Linked DNA regions of Mus musculus: region 1 is linked to region 2. Evidence: chromatin contacts called from public HiChIP or PLAC-seq data. All regions are on one chromosome and are shown on one strand. The core of a region is the stretch at or near the end of the contact, and the rest is flanking DNA. Distances in the headings are between cores, read along the strand shown. Region 1 has its middle 6.6 kb from the start of Gm34871. Region 2 overlaps Dync1i1 (dynein cytoplasmic 1 intermediate chain 1).

Evidence for each region. HiChIP or PLAC-seq counts read pairs in DNA pulled down with a chosen protein or histone mark.
Region 1: an H3K27ac HiChIP or PLAC-seq map of SST interneurons shows a contact between it and region 2, with 7 times the contacts expected there. The contact joins two enhancer-like sites. A contact is called at or near these places in 1 of 484 Hi-C or Micro-C datasets (cortical neurons), 2 of 115 datasets of contacts at active chromatin or transcription factors (SST interneurons and embryonic basal ganglia) and 2 of 9 other capture datasets (embryonic tail and embryonic trunk).

The regions. Positions count from the first base shown.
Region 1 is chr6:6,764,142-6,766,882 of GRCm38.p6, forward strand. No RefSeq gene overlaps it. Among named protein-coding and RNA genes, the nearest start is that of Gm34871, 6.6 kb to the left of the region's middle. Within about 2 kb of position 1,455, at least 1 of the 459 cell types and tissues checked has an H3K27ac peak or open chromatin away from gene starts, as enhancers often do. A contact at or near this core is called in SST interneurons, where this site is marked.
Region 2 is chr6:6,010,212-6,012,960 of GRCm38.p6, forward strand. It overlaps Dync1i1 (dynein cytoplasmic 1 intermediate chain 1), which reads left to right. Exons shown (of 17, transcript NM_010063.4): 16 at 244-369. Among named protein-coding and RNA genes, the nearest start is that of 1700019G24Rik, 34 kb to the left of the region's middle. Within about 2 kb of position 1,335, at least 7 of the 459 cell types and tissues checked have an H3K27ac peak or open chromatin away from gene starts, as enhancers often do. A contact at or near this core is called in SST interneurons, where this site is marked.

The sequences.
Region 1 (2,741 bases), core at 205-2,704, 750 kb after region 2:
CTTATAATTTTTCTGCCCTTTCCTACCTTACTACCCAATTCCATGCTGCGCGGCCTCCTTTCTATATCTGAAACACTTATACATTTCACCGGAGGAATTGGTACTGAAGGGGCATCTTTAAATTGGTTCTTAGGTTTGGTTTCTTGAGGGAGGAAATGGAAAAAGTTAGCCCTGAAGACCTCGGGTGGCTGAGATTTCAGAAGACCAAAGACAAATTCAATTATACTCTCCTGTCCCCACAGTTTCCTATGCAGTACCAGCTATTTCCAGTGGCTTTGACTACACTGTGATGCTCTGCTGATGCCAATGTCCACAGAGGTGAGCAGTGGGGTTTCCCAGAAATTATCTCTATTCTCCCACATACTTAGAAAGGAAACTAGTGCACACATCTACAATAAACATAAAAAGATGGGGTCATTACAGCATACATTCTTAGTCTTGCTGTTCACCTGTCTGTGGTTCAAATCAGAGGTATCCCCACTACCCACATCTACACTAAAAACGATTCTTAATATTCACGATGCATTTGTAAAATTCAGCTCCGATGGCATGGCAATCCCTGCTGAGGAAGTAATATGCACTAGGTAGAATCCAGAGATGCTAAAGGCTCAACATACTACAAATTATCATCTACTTATTGCCACTCCTTACTGCCATTTTTTACTCTAAACTGACTGAGTTCCAACAAAGGCATGAGACCAGAGGAACCGCTGTCACTAGTGTTAGCTCTCACTTGGATGCTATACTCTCTGAAGACTGTCAGCCACAGGGAGGAAGACTCTGCGATCACCTGGCCCCAGCTCTGCTTGAGTTCCTATCTGAACAGAAGAACAGTCTGGGAGTTCCCGGACTGATAGGGTTAACAATGTCTGAAGAGACGTCTCAGCAACTTCCTAATGATACATCTCTCTCTACAGGAGAATATAAGCTCTGTTTTATGAAAATATCTATTGGTTTCATAATTACCTTGCAGCATGATAAATTATCTTAAATTGATTGCATAGACAACCAGCTGTGCCTTTGTTTACTCCTGGCCCAGTACTAAAGCCAACATGTAGCTCTTTTGGTTTTAAAATTATTAAATGTCATTCTCCTCAAACAGTGACTATATCATGTTAAGAACTATGAGCAACTAAAATCTATTTGAATTGTGGTTATCCTTCCCACAGTTTCCTTATATTCCTTGAATATAAAACATTAGCAACATTAAGGAAATATTGATTTAGATTTTTTACTTTCAGAGACATGAAAATCACCCTAACCGTACTTAGAGAATAGTCTTAGATTTTCTCAACTATGTGTGATTTTGCTGACTCTGGTCTCCTTCTTGTCTGCTCTGTTATATATAAAAAAAGAAAAAAGTCATAAACTAAAATCACATTCATCTATGTATATTCATAGAAGTATATATCCAAAAATGCCACTAACAATATCATAACTTCTGCTCAAGTTACATAAATCTGGATAGGAAGAGAAGAACCACCCCAAAGCTGAACACTTAAGCCTCGACACACAGCTAATTAACCTGAAGTAGTACAAGAAATTTCATGTTTCTTTCCTTGATTTTGCCTCAGGTATGAACCACCCCAAAAGTAACAAGCAGCACTTAACCATTTCTGGCAAACAGCTGGGCAGAGGTTCACACAACACATAACAAGAACACAACAGAGATGACTTCACAAAAATGAAAAACCAGTTTGGATTGCTGTTGTAGTTGAGTGCCTGGAGCCATTTGGAGTGGAAAGAATTCTACAGCTAATTAGAAATACCCGGGATTAGGAAGTGGAGTCTGGCGTTGTTTCCCTTCATTTGAGAAGCTGAAGCTGTTCTGAAAGAATGGCTGTGTGTCTGTTTACAAAAGACATGTCTCCCTGTTGAGTCTGACAACCTTAGGTTCAACAGATTCTAGGCATCACGGAAATGAGACACAAATAAACCAAAAAAGATGTACTCTGCTCGTCTTTAAATCATGTACATATGCAAATCTTAGTCCTGAATATGCAAGTCTCTTTTAAGTAATGCAGAAGACTATAGAAGTATTAATTAATAACTGATTGGCATTCCTTAATGGTCCCAGAATAAGAATATTATAATAAAAGCTTCCTTTATACTATCTCCCTGCATTGATTACTCCATGGAAAGATGATAACAAACTTACCTGATCTTCTTCCTGAATTTTGAGATAATTCACACAAGAAGATGGTATGATGCAAATGTCCCATAAACATCTGGGCTTCAATCTGAAATCCCTTTTGTATCAGGATTAAGAAGTAGGGTACTTGGGGACTAAATCAGGAGCGCTCTAGACTGATCAGTAGATGCGAGGTTATAATGTGGCTGGAATGAACTAGCTGAGAGCATTTACATTCTTTTCTCTGCTCTGCCAAGTGATGATGTGACATTCATCACTCACAAGATTCTATACCAAGGTACCTTTGTAGAAGTAGAGTCAAGACTATCACCAGAGATCAAACCAGGGCCTTCTAGATGCTGGCATTCTATGAAAGGTTTGTTCTTCGCAAGTGAAATCAGAAGGAGTCCACTAACCTGTTGCTCCTGGACAGCAGAATATAAGACTCTCAGAAATCATGACTTTTCAAGAAGAAATAGGTCCAGAATCTAATGTGTTTCTCTTTGCTCTTGACCTCCTTTCACTATAGTATAATTCCTTGGATCTCTGTACAATGGAAACTCAAGGTATTCTGTGTGAAAGTCTCTGGTGCTTAAAACACACCTCTCAG
Region 2 (2,749 bases), core at 85-2,584:
ACAAAATCCTGCTGCTGGCTGCCACGACGGTGGGAAAGTATATCCATTTTTCCCTTTTTGTTTCTCTTTTCTACTCCCTAAGTCAGTGGAGCGTATGATTCCAGAACAATGAATCCTGTTCACCCTTTCTCATGGGTAGAAGTGGCTTTGTGCACTGGAAGGCAGTTGTGGAGTAAAACACATCACTGCATATTAGTATAGTTAAATTCATATTCATTTTTCATGTCATAACCCCTTTGGCAGGTGCCAACAGCAAGTGTGGCCATTGAAGGAGCATCTGCCCTAAACCGAGTTCGTTGGGCACAGGGTGGCAAGGAAGTTGCGGTAGGGGACTCAGAAGGCCGCATTTGGATCTACGATGTTGGAGAGGTACGTATTTTTTGTTCTGTTTTGTTTGGGGACAGGAGTTTGGCTTGTGTTTCCACTTTAAAGACCTGCTGGAACTATTAACAAGACTTTCCGAGCCACGAGAACGCTCTCTATTGCGTTTGCAAGTTTCCGTTGACTTCAGTGTGAGTTTGGAGACACCTCCTTGGGGTCTAATTTGGCCCGTGTCTCCATGCACAGGACACTTTCGTGAATGATCTGGACTCTTTCTGTTTGTGTGGTAGAAACCCCAGCTTGGCAGGCAGAAGCTGACATGGGATGCTGTCGGTGACTAAAGCTGGCCAAACTCATGCTAGGGTTGAACTTGTAATGCACCGTTCACTCCGAGACAGTGAAATAGTATTTAGAATCCTGATTCAAACTCATACTATTGAAGTACAGTGCTTCCAACTAAGACGACTGAGACGAATCAATTTTATATAACTTTTGACATTTATGACATTATCATGTAGGACCTGTGCCTCTTTTGGTATGTCTTATTATATGACATGTAAAATTAAGATATAAAGAGAATGCCATGGCATGTATCAACGAGAAAATAATACATCTTTTACTCCAGAAAAATTCTGCACTTGTGTCCTATCTTCACTCTGCCATTGCTGATCAATTGTGGTGTTTAAATCAGTTTTCTTTTACTTCTTGAGAAAGTATTTATTTAAAAACCTTGATTTCTAGTAAGGGTAAGGATTTTTGTTTTGTTTTGTTTTTCTCTTAAAGACAAAGAAAATACAGGAAAGGTAACTAAAAGTGTTGTATACGTTTACTTAGGCATAATTTGAATCTACATTTGCATTCTGAAGAGAAAACAGACCAAGTTTGTATGCATAGTGTGCTAGGCCTGAAAGTGCTCTGTGACTACCTGGTAGACTAGCTGAGCTGATCTCACTGAGGAGACGTCTTCAGTTTCACCAGTCAGCATCATGGGACTCTGAGAATCCCAGCTGGTTGCTGAGCAGAGGAGCCTCTGATGGAACATTATATAATGTGCTGTTCTACAGCTCATTGTGCTGCCACAAGCTAAACACGGTTTTCAGATTTCAGCTGGGCATAGAAACTGAATAACTTTAGAGATGGGGCTTTCCATCCTAGCATGCAAAATGCTAAATACAACACTTAAACACCTCTTGGCTGTCCTGTAGTTAGACTCTCTTCCCCTGCCCTAGTTATTCCTGATGCCACAAGTTAAGATAGGCAAGGTGGCAGAGACGATCAACACTGGCCTACACGGTGAAGATCCAGATGGCCAGGTGCCCCACCATTTGAAGCTTTGGAAAGCGAATGACATTTGAGCCAGAAATATTTATTACCCATGATTCTCTAGCCATGTTTTCTGCTGTGAAGTTTCTTTATGTTTGATGTACTTCTTCATGGTCTTCACCCAGATAAGACTAAACAACAAAACCAATATTTATTGTTGATCTCTTTCCTCAAACGTGTGTGTGTGTGTGTGTGTGTGTGTGTGTGTGTGTGTGTGTGTGAGAGAGAGAGAGAGAGAGAGAGAGAGAGAGAAGAGAGAACAAGGGACAATTAAACATGGTTTCTTTTTTCTCTCTTGTGTGTCCTTCCTTCCTTCCTTCCTTCCTTCCTTCCTTCCTTCCTTCCTTCCTTCCTTCCTTCCTTCCTTCTTTCCTTGATAACAACTGTTTTTTGGAGGAGAAAAATAAAGGTGAAAACTGCCCAGAAAGAGCAGAAGATAGTCGAAGTATTCAATCCCTTCTCTGACTCTCAAATGCATACTGTCCACTAACTTTCTTTAGGTAGTACACATTACTTGTTTTCCCTTTTGTTCTAGCTAGCGTAACAATCTGGTTTATCTCATAAAAGCCTCCTGAAAGACCTCTATGCTTATAGAAATATTACATAGGTATAGAGACACAGCTCGGCTAAGAAAAGAACCAGCCTATCATGGACATCATTTCCTGCAATAAGGTACATTGATAGCTTGTGCCCACAGTGACTGGGATATGATGCTACCTGGAGAGTATATTTGATTTTGCAAAAGTTGCTTGGGCTGGCATGTATAGCTGCTCAACATCTTTCTAGGACACTATCATCATCTCTAAACTGTGAAGGGTGGCAGTGCTCATGTGTCTGCTATCACTGCAGGTCAGGCTGGTTTTCATTTTTGTATTACTGCCCTTGCTTTTCTAAGTGATATTACAGGCTACAGAAATGTCTGTAGCTAGAGGCCAGTCTCGCCTATTGTCTGGAGTCTAGACAGGCTATAGAAAAATCTCTGTGACATATAATAGGCCAAACAATTTGTAGGGTTGTTTATCCTTACAAATTCACCATGAGGAGAGGAAAGGGGAGAATATACCATTTTACTGAGCATAGGTAATGTTACAATCTCTAGTCCTTC